Linked DNA regions of Mus musculus: region 1 is linked to region 2. The links are chromatin contacts, called in public HiChIP or PLAC-seq maps. All regions are on one chromosome and are shown on one strand. The core of a region is the stretch at or near the end of the contact, and the rest is flanking DNA. Distances in the headings are between cores, read along the strand shown.

The links. HiChIP or PLAC-seq counts read pairs in DNA pulled down with a chosen protein or histone mark.
Region 1: a contact with region 2 is called in a FOXA1 HiChIP or PLAC-seq map of pancreatic cancer cells. The contact joins two enhancer-like sites. A contact is called at or near these places in 1 of 15 datasets of contacts at CTCF or cohesin (the NIH/3T3 cell line) and 1 of 115 datasets of contacts at active chromatin or transcription factors (pancreatic cancer cells).

What each region holds. Positions count from the first base shown.
Region 1 is chr3:30,465,074-30,470,041 of GRCm38.p6, forward strand. All of the region lies in intron 1 of Mecom (MDS1 and EVI1 complex locus), which reads right to left. Among named protein-coding and RNA genes, the nearest start is that of Mecom, 42 kb to the right of the region's middle. Within about 2 kb of position 3,173, at least 21 of the 459 cell types and tissues checked have an H3K27ac peak or open chromatin away from gene starts, as enhancers often do. A contact at or near this core is called in pancreatic cancer cells, where this site is marked.
Region 2 is chr3:30,211,414-30,216,737 of GRCm38.p6, forward strand. The region is part of intron 2 of Mecom (MDS1 and EVI1 complex locus); the gene reads right to left. Among named protein-coding and RNA genes, the nearest start is that of Mecomos, 190 kb to the left of the region's middle. Within about 2 kb of position 2,293, at least 45 of the 459 cell types and tissues checked have an H3K27ac peak or open chromatin away from gene starts, as enhancers often do. A contact at or near this core is called in pancreatic cancer cells, where this site is marked.

The DNA.
Region 1 (4,968 bases), core at 1,923-4,422, 250 kb after region 2:
CTGACTGCCACACTCACATTGTAGTATACATGTGTGAGTACATACACACTCACACGTACGTGCATGTGCACACACACACACACATTAAAATTGGAAAAGAGGGAGAGAGAGAGAGAGAGAGAGAGATCCAAAAACCCCCTCTAAAAAATATTAAACCATATCTGAACCAACCAGAGCTCGAACGTCCACACAATGGTGGCATTTTCACAGTTAATTCTGCTGCCATTTGTGCCTGAATTTATCATGGTTTGGAAAAAGCAAATTGAGAGGCCAACACAGCCCTCATTCCTAGTGCACCAGCCGAGCATCCCCAGTCCGGCTGGATATTTAGTGCCTCTGTGCTGAGAAGGCTGAGAAGGCCAGGGGAGGGATTACTGCTTGATGCCGCCCATAAGTCATGCAGCCCTCCACAGGGCTCCGCATCTCACAAATAAGGCCAGGCTAGAGAAGTGTCACTGCTGCACAGAACGAAGGGGCATCCTGCATCCCTTTGCCCAGCCTGGCTCTACCATCTGGATGCTCATAAAGCTTTGAAAAGCCTGGAGGCTTGCTCTGCTCCTCCTCCTGCACTGTCCCTTCCCTATGTCACCTGGGAAAAAGACTGAGCCCCAAGTATCCAGTGATTTCACCAAGAACAAGTCACCCTGGACCCTTAATTCCAAAGTCACTTCTCAAGGGATATTTGAACAGCCCTTTCTTTTTTGGCACAGTCTAATGTAGCCCAGTTTGGCCTTAAACTCCTGATCCTCCTTGCCCCTATCTCAGAAGTGTTTGCAATTACAGGTGTGCGCCATCACACTCTGTTTATCCAGGGCTGAATCAAACCCAGGATCTTCTACATGCTCGGCAAACACTCTACTAAATTTTACACGGCTATAGGCTCAGCCTACACTTCTCTTTCGAAGCTCTCATACACCTATAGGGGCCACTAGTCCTAAAGATACACAGGAGGAGAACCATCAGGCCCAAGGACTAAAGTGAAAAACAGTGCCCTGGTGTCCCCCTGGGGAACCAGCCCTTCATGTTCTAAGACAGTCATCACCCAGATTCCTGAAAACAATAGCAGCTTCTTGTTTAGAATGGAACCGCACCTGCTGGAATACGTGTCAACAAACAATCGCTTTGTTTTTCATATTCGCCATCCAAGCTGAAGCAATGGGACTTCCTGAAGCGAATACTGGAAGGCTTATTCTTAGAAGGGGACAGAATTCTCATTTTAACACAAGGCTCCGAGGCCCGAGTGATGGTCATCTTCCTTCCTTCTTTTGTACTCCCCGGTGTTCATCTTATTTGGTTTTCAACAGGTTTATTTCCATTGCAGCCCAGGGCTTCCAACGCCCAAACACCCAACCCATTATGCCCGTATATGGTGAGCACACTGGTTTCTGTTTCCTCTCCCTGAGAACCTACACCTCACTCCCTTTGTAGTTCTGCCTTTTCAAAAGGCCCTCGGAAGGTTCTTTGCTCCTCTGGTGATTGCCTTGGGATGAGGACTTGGGAACTCCTCTTTGCCAAATGCTTGCTCCTGGCTAAATCTTTCTGCTCTTTTTCTTTTTCCTCATCTAATCATGCTGCCTGCTCCCACTTTTCCTGATGCTGTCTGATGCATGTCTGTTGAACACATTGGGACACTTTTAAAAGGAGTTATTTTGGTGGCAAAGTTGTGATTAAAAAGTCATTCATCCAAGATTGTCTCCATGGACTCCGGAAATAACCACAGCCAAAATATCCCGGCGGGGGCAAAATATGAGAGGCAGATAGCACCTATTATTGCTTTTATCTGGGTGAAGCCAGGCTTCAGATTAGTGGAGCGAGTGAAGGTCCAGGCCTGTGACATGGACAATTCTAAGCAAGCCAGTACTAGCCACGATAAGCATTCAATAAGGACTTGGGATCTAAATATTTGTAGGAAATGTCTTTGTTTCCTGTTCTGTAAAAAGTAGATGGAGATAAAAAAGCAAAATGTTGTGATTTTGAGCCATTTCAAAAAATAAAAAAGCAACATAAAAAATACAAATACAGAAGAAAAGATGTGGGGTTTGAAGTTGACTTTAGTGAGCTTTGTAACCTTGGGGAAGCCACTTCGCCTCTCTGTGACTTGAATTCCTAATCAACAGTCAGGCAGGGAATCAGATGCTCTCCAAATTCCCTTTCATATCAGAAAGTCTATGATAACTCTCCTAGATTGTGATTCAAACTTGTAAAGGAATCGAAACAGATGAAATAGGCTGGTGTGAAAGATAACACCGGCTTGAAACTTAGTTCACCTGATATTTCTTAAGTACTTAACAGTCCAAGAGCTAACCTCTTCATATACACCCAACAATAACCTTGAAATTCCCCATCTCGCTGGCACTGAGATTACAGGCATGCACCATCTCTCCTGGTTTACACAGCCCTGGGGGTGGAAGACGGGTTATGTGTATACTAGGCAAGCACACTTCCAGCTGAGCTACACCCCAGTCTCAGTGTCAGTCATTAAAAGAGAGCTCTTCTTGTAAAACCTTTCAATAACAGGCAGTAAGTGCCAGCAGCCAGCGAGCACGGAGGCAGAGCAGATAAACAGTTGGGTTTATCTGTTTACCTGTGTTTCTGGAAAGAAAGATGCTTAAGTGGGAGCTGTTTAATGGGAAACTCCTCAACCTGCCCATCTCTTGGCTCACTCCATTAGGGCTCTGCTGTGATACAGTCAGCTCCAGGCTTCACTTCCCTCCCAGGGAAGGCAAAATCCAAAGAGATGAAGCAGAAGCCTTCTTAAGAACTGTAAGCGGGCTGATGAGGTGGCTTGATGAGTGAGGGTGCTTGCTGCCAAGCTTAAAGATCTGAGTTCAATCCCCAGGACCCACATGGTAGAAGAAGAGAACCAACCCCTGCACATGAGTGCAAGCACATACATGCACACTCACTGACACGTAGATAAATTTAAACAAAGTTTTTAAATGGGAGATATCAGGTGCCAAGCTTAAAAGTTGACAATTTGTTGAGTTGGGGGTGTGGACAAGTGGCAGAGCAAATGCCTTGCATACCAAGGTCCTGGGTCAGAGTCCCAGCACTACAAATGCTGGAAACAAAATAAGGATGACAATTTCAGCCCTTTGTATCCATATTGACTGTTATGAGCTGTCACAGCAACAGTAACAGATGTCACTTCATCCTTAAACGAAGTGAGTCAGACTCTAGTCACTTCTGGTCTCGGAACTCTGCATACCAAATGTCCCACATGGCTTGGGCCTCACAGGGCAGAGAGGGTACTTCAGACTAAGTAAGAGCAGGTGCTGTAATTAGTAATAAGCATATCCCATAACTCCAACCTCTGCCTTTCTGCAAAGATTAGCTCACTTATTATTGAGACTTTTTTTTTTTTTTGGTCAGAATAAAACCGTCAAGACGGCAAGAGTTTGTAAATCTGGTTCATCACCCCCATCACTTGTCTTTTATGAGCTCCTATTGTGTGCTTGGCACTACCCTGGCACCGGAGTTTTCAAGATAAGATCAAACACTAGTAAAAGAAACCATGTCCTCGAGGACTCTCAGACCATATCACAGGATGCTTAAGAGAACAGCCTGTGGGCTCCGACTGCCCCAGGTCATGGTCACTAGAGGGAAGAACAGTGTGTAATTCAGAGCCAAGAACTTCCTTACTTCACTGTCTCCTCCCAGGCCAGCTCTGCTCCCAGAAAGAAATTCTCCACTGAGCCAAAGATGAGATGTAAAGAATGAGAAGAAAGTTAGAGAGCTGGGAATGTAGCACAATGATTCAGCACTTGCCTAATAGGTACAAGGTCCCGGGTTTGATACCCAAAGTGTGGAGGAGAGGACATAAGGAAAGAGAGGGAGAAATGGGGGAGAGAAAGGGTCGGAGGAGAGAAGAATGGGGAGACAGAGAAGAAAGGGGAGACCTCCTGACATCAAGCACACTGCTTCTGCATCTATGTGGCACCTAAAACAAGGAAGGAAGCAGCATCAGGCATGAGTCAAGTCACAATGAGAACTACAGGTGAAGCCCTTCTTCATACCCCTGAATGGAGGGGTAACAGTTCTCTCAAACCATTCTCCAAATGGTCAGCACCTGCTGATTGGAGAGTGAGCCCAGACAATCCACCTACAGGGACCCAGAACCACTCAAGTCTCCTCAAACCCACAAAGATAACATTGAAAGTGTGTAACCGTGACCATAGCTGTCCAGGAAGCTGCCCCAGTGCCTCTATTCAAACGTGTCATACTCCGTAGTAAGGAATGGGCACTCTACACTCTTCACTGAGGAAACAAGTATTCCTGGAATTGATGGTGCACATGGAAATGACACGCCAATGACAGCACACATCCTCATCCTGTGAAGGGAGGGACTGAGGTTGGCAACTCTTATGGAACTAAGTTTTTGGCAGGTGGATGGTGATTTGCCTTGTTTAGATGCACAGAACATGGCAGTGCCCAACTCGCCCCTTAATCTCTTTCTCTAAAAACAAGACAAGAAGCTGGCCAGTAAATTTTCATTATATTTTAGTATGTGCATGCACAAGCTATTTCATGTCACGTGTGTGCAGGTCAGAGGATAGCTTAGTGGAAGTCCTTTCTCTCCTTCCACCAAGTGGGTCCCTGGCATCCAGGTAAGGTCATGAAGCTAGGCAGAAATCCGTTTACTTGCTGAACTGTCTCCCCTACTCAGAAAACAGCTACAAATCTTTACAGAGAAGAAGAATGTTGGGTCTCATAAAACCCAAGTGTACGTGTACAAGCATACATGCACTTTGAATCCACTAGCAGTGTGTGTGTGTGTGTGTGTGTGTGTGTGTGTGTGTGTGTGTGTGTGTGTATGTGCACATGTATTTCCCACTCACCTCTTTTCTTTGTACTTTCTTGACTATTTTTAAACTGCACATTCCAGACTGCCTTCAACTTTGATGACTCTTGTTAAACAGGACTACTTAGTGACTCTCAACCTAGTTTGTATCATTTGCTATCCTCCTC
Region 2 (5,324 bases), core at 1,043-3,542:
TTTATTTATGCATCATGCTATGCTTAAGAAGAAAAAAAAAACCCATATTTGCTGCTCTGTAGACAATTGATTAGTATTGGCAAGGTAAATGAGCAAACAGTGAAATAATTAGAAATGTAACCTAGTTACTCACTGAGCATTGTTTGCAGTAGTGAGAAAGTATAATAATAAAAACAACCCCAATGCTCAACCATGCAGGAATAGCTAAAGAATGATACATCTATTCATTAGGCTGCTGTGCAATCAACAAAAAGGAAGAAGTCCTTTACACACTGCAGTTGGATGACCACAAGAACATTTATTAAGTGGTCAAAAAAGCAAGCTCAAAAAATGTGTGCTCACTATATACTGTTAGCATAAAGAAGAGAAAAGCAGATTTGTGTAAATTAATAAAAACACATGTACCTAGAAAGATACATAATAAAAATACTGATTGTGTGTGCCTCTGAGCCAGACAGATTAAATAATTGGGATATGTGTGTTTATATAATTAGATAAATATTTAAATGAACAAATTAAACAGAGTAAAATAATCTTTGACATATTATTGCAAAACTAAAGCAGGTTTATGAAAACATAGGTAGACATTTGCAAGAAACAGACTTCTGTCTATAAGCCTATAATGTGTTTATGTGTGTATACAATTTCACATAAACCTTTTGGAATTACATGCAAAGAAGCCACAGAACAACATGGCCTCTCTACAAAGACAAAGGAGACCTGCTTATGTGGTATTTTAATTTTACCATCGCCCTGTGTTGCTTACATAGTCCGATTAGCGACAATCAAAAAGGAAACACAAGGAAGAGGTAGAAACAAGCAAAAAGAGTCCATCAAGGAACTCATCAGCCTTCTAAATGAACGGAAATGTCCCACAGAGAATTCTGCGACAGCCATAGTCCATTCTTCTATTTTGGAAAGTCAAATGAATGTAGGTATGTTCACTTTAGAAAACCAAAGTTTCAATTAGAGATCTTGGGTGGGTGGCAGGCCCCTGAGAACAGAAGAGCACCAGCCAAGAGTGGGCAACTGTCTAGTGCAACACATAAATACTCCAGATGCACTGACCGACTGTCAAGAGCTAAACATGCAGCAGATAATTCACAAAACCACCCACTGGTGCGGATTACCATGCTGGGACAACATCTGATTCCAAGAGGCTAGACCTTTATTGGGGTGATGTAGAAGCGTCTGGAAATGGAGCTTGTCTCTACTTTCCACTCGGCATCCTTGTGGCAAGACACTCAGCTCGAAGATGTCACTTCTTGTCTCTAAAACAAGTCCTCCACCTGCCATTCCCCAAGCTCCTTAACAGTGGGGGGGGGGGTGCGATTATGGTGTGTGTGTATGTGTGTGTATGTGTGTGTGTGTGTATAAGGACCAGAGGCGAGGGCCCTAAGGAAATTTAATATGTTTTATCCACTGCAGTCAAAAGAGCCTCTTTCTGTGTGTGGAGGGTGAAAAACAGTCTTACTGCCCCATAGTCACACCTCATAACATAATCCTGTAACACCTACTGACCCAGGATCTCCAAGAAAGGAATGGTGTTAATTCTAGTGCACTTACGGGGAGCTGGGGGAGTATGCAGCCCAGAGCTGCCAGGCCTCAGTCCTCCCCATAGCTTTAACCCTCATGTTCCCTGCTCTGCTTGACATCGTTAAAACAGGCTACACATTTGCTTGGGCATAAAGCAGTCCTGTTAAAGATGAATGGCACTAAAAGTACAATTGCTAGTTTCGTGTAATTCATAGAACAAGGAAATATCTTAGATAAAAACACCCTTGAAGATATGGATGTGAAAATGAGTGCCTTGGGTGATTCAAAGGTGAATAGAGTCATCCCCTGTGCCCTCTGTCATCAGACCCTGTTCCTGCCACCATGTGGGCTTTCCCCTTTAAAATATTTGAGTCAGATAATTTAAATATAACAAACATCTCCGAATGAATGCAAAACCATCAGTGGTCGTTTCCTGTTCGGATGACCCTCCCCCGCCCCAAGTCATGTCGGGTGCTTTTATTTTTCAAACATTGAGCCATTTTACTGCCTGCTCAGAGAAGGCCACTGTTAACCACTTCACTAGAAACTGAATTGCATGGGGGTTGGGGGGATTTGTTTTGTTTGACATCCATATAAAGTTGTGTTTCCCTTTCACCCGCTCCCCTTCATGAATGTGTTTTTCTTCCTCACTTTTTAGACACATTTGGTAACAATCAGGCTTTTATTTAAAGGAGCCATAAGATAAGGTATCTGCTAGCGTCACACTTGGAGTAATTGATCACATTTGTTTCTTGTTCGTAGGTTAGACCCCTCACTCTTGCTCCCTCTTTTTCCTTTCTTTTACCTTGGCATGTTTCTCATTATCCTCTGCCTTGTTAGCCTCCTAGGATTTTCTACTGTGGGGAGTGGAAACAGGACAGGACAATACGATTACACACCCCATCTTGTTGGGGACAGCATCCCCTCTCTGGCTCTGGCACTTCTGGCTAGCTCATGCTGTGTGGAGGGCCCTCCCATGGACACAGGTATGCAGTCTGCAGCTGAGGGAGACTCAGGGACACTCACTGGCTGCTCTGTGGGTTTCATTTCACAGCCAGGGCTGTACTGCTTCTCTCTGAGACTGCTTCCGCAGGATGGCAGCGTTGTTATCCTATGACTCAACTTGTCCCGGCTCATTTCATCTGGGAATGTTAGCCCAGGATCAATACTGTCAGCAAAAGATCCTGCAAAAGATGACTCCTATCTTTTCCCATTTCTCCTTTCCACATACATCCTAATCAGTAGCATTTTATTGACACTGTCAGGCGGGGCTAATTTCTGACACTGTCTAAAGTCTAAAACTGCAGGGGTAGAACACTCAGATTTTTCTCTTTGGGATCCATGGGCCAATGAACATGAGACCCGGTCATTTTCCTGTTGGGGTTTCAATCACAACAATCAAGCTAAAACCACTAGTTACTCATGTCGAATGAAACAAAAGGCCCTCTATTTTCCATAGGTCTGAGGGGAGTACCAAGGTAAATTATCTAAAGTTAATTCCTCTATGTTCAATATCAATGTCCATTTATAAAAACTCGGTGGGCTCTAAAAACAATCATGATGCCATGTAGGAAAGTTCAGTGAACAGTGCTTCTCCTACGTGGCCATCCTGACCTCAGGACCATCTTAATTTCTGATTCTCTTTGTATACTCTGGCTGTTTAGTTGCTCAAAATTAACAAAAGCAGCATTGGACTCCAGATAATCTAAAATTCCGGAAGAAATCTTGAATCTAAGTGCCGTCTGCTCATCAAGGGCAGCCATGGGCAGGCTGTTGACCTGGCCTGACCTTCAGAGTCCTCTCTACTCTCGAGATGAGTGGGTGAGGCCTTGTGGCCCTCCCCCATGGCAGTTTTTATTGCTTCCAGGAGCATATTAACTAGCTTAACTCATCCCACTACAGATAGTGGAGTTCTCTAGATGCTATACGGCTCTGTTAAATGCTGCAGTCAGTAGCCACACTGTTACAGCACATTAAAGTATGTTGTTAATATACACACCTGATTTCAAGGGTTTTATTGACAACTGGATAAAGATTTGAATTGATAATTCTTATTCTTTAACTTCACATTACTTGATTATTTGGTGTATATGTGAAGGATGAAGAGCATCCACACATACTAGGATATGTGTGTGGAAGTCAGATGACCACTTACAGGAATCATCCCATCAGGTGGGACATGGAGATGGAACTTAGGTCAGCAAGCATCCTTACCTGCTGAGCCATCTCCCTTCCTGAATAAGAGGTCTATCTTGTTTTGTAGTTATAAATGATAATGTTTGGGATACATTCATAAAATAAAAAGATGCTATTATGATTAATCATGCCTCTTTTCTTTTACATTTAAATGCAGGCTCTGAAATAATTACATTGTTTATGTAGTTAATGATTGTGTGTGTGTGTGTGTGTGTGTGTGTGTGTGTGTGTGTATGTGTGTTGTGTGTGTGCAAAGCAGTAAGAAGGCTCTGAGTTGGACTATAGTGATTGGATTAGAATGAAAAGAATCTGAAATATTCAATTGGTTATGACTTTGTAATAAGGAAGAAGAACTCTGCATAAAAGTATACCCAAGTTAAGTCAAGTTCCAATTGCCAAATGCTTACAAAGAACATTAAATGGTTAAAGTGAATTGTTTATGGCTACAGGTCTGCTGATAGCGAACACATAATCCTACTCCAAATGGTTAAAGTATTAAGTTTATCACCAAACTGCTCTGATTCACATTTCTCAATACCTGAATAACATGCTTGTTATTTCATCTATAGCAATAAAATAAAAAAAAAAGTTGCTGGAAAAATTTTTATATAAATTATCGTTTATTGCTTAATTTAGCAGTATCAATGTTATATCACACTTCTGATGAATTGAAGAGAAAAATCCACATTTTTACGCATCTTGTCAGTACTTGGATAAATTAAATTATTAAGAAAACCTAAAGTTTCCTGAACATCAGAAAGTACTACACATCTGGGTGTTAAATACCTTAGTAAATAATTAGGTATATGCAAAAAATTATAAATCTATGCTATAGTTCATTCATAAAATTGTGTGTCCTTTTTGAAGGGATATGTGTGTGTGTGTGTGTGTGTGTGTGTGAATGAAATGACTACTTCCTGTGTTATCCATGAAAACTAACCTCTAAAAGAAGTATTACTGATTTCACATTGCATTAGACAAAGGTATAACAAACTACAGCCCAGAGCAGCAACGACTTATAAAATGGGTAGGGATCATTTTTTCTCTCTGGTAATATTAAAATATCATCCAATACAAGAATGCATAGTGATGTTTGCCCCTCCTCTTTTCAGAGTATTTCCATCTCAGACAATCCCTAGAACCTGACACCTTGCAAGCTCCTGCAGGTAACAGGCTGTTGCAGATCTGCTCTTCTTTGCCTTAATAAGGCCAGTGACCTTTCAGGCTCAGCTCTTCTTCATTTCCTTTCCTATCATTAGTCTGAAATGGCATAAACTACCTCTCAATTTTCCTCATCCCCTCAAGGCCCCACCTCTTTAGTCCAAATTCACCTAATTAGGAACCTAATTTCCTTTTTTCCCCAGATGGGCAGACTGATAATGGGGAGAAGCTATTCATCTCTGCATCACAGAAAATCGTGTCAATGCCCTCTAGTTTGGCAATGACAAGCATGTGTTCCAAAAGTTGGCTGTTCTTCTCTTCTGGAGGCCAAGTTTCTTTATGAAGTAGGTTTTTCTAACCTTAGAACTTAATCAATTTGGTCGTTATTTGCTAGCTAAAAGCACAGCAAGGCAAAGAATTCAAATCTGAAA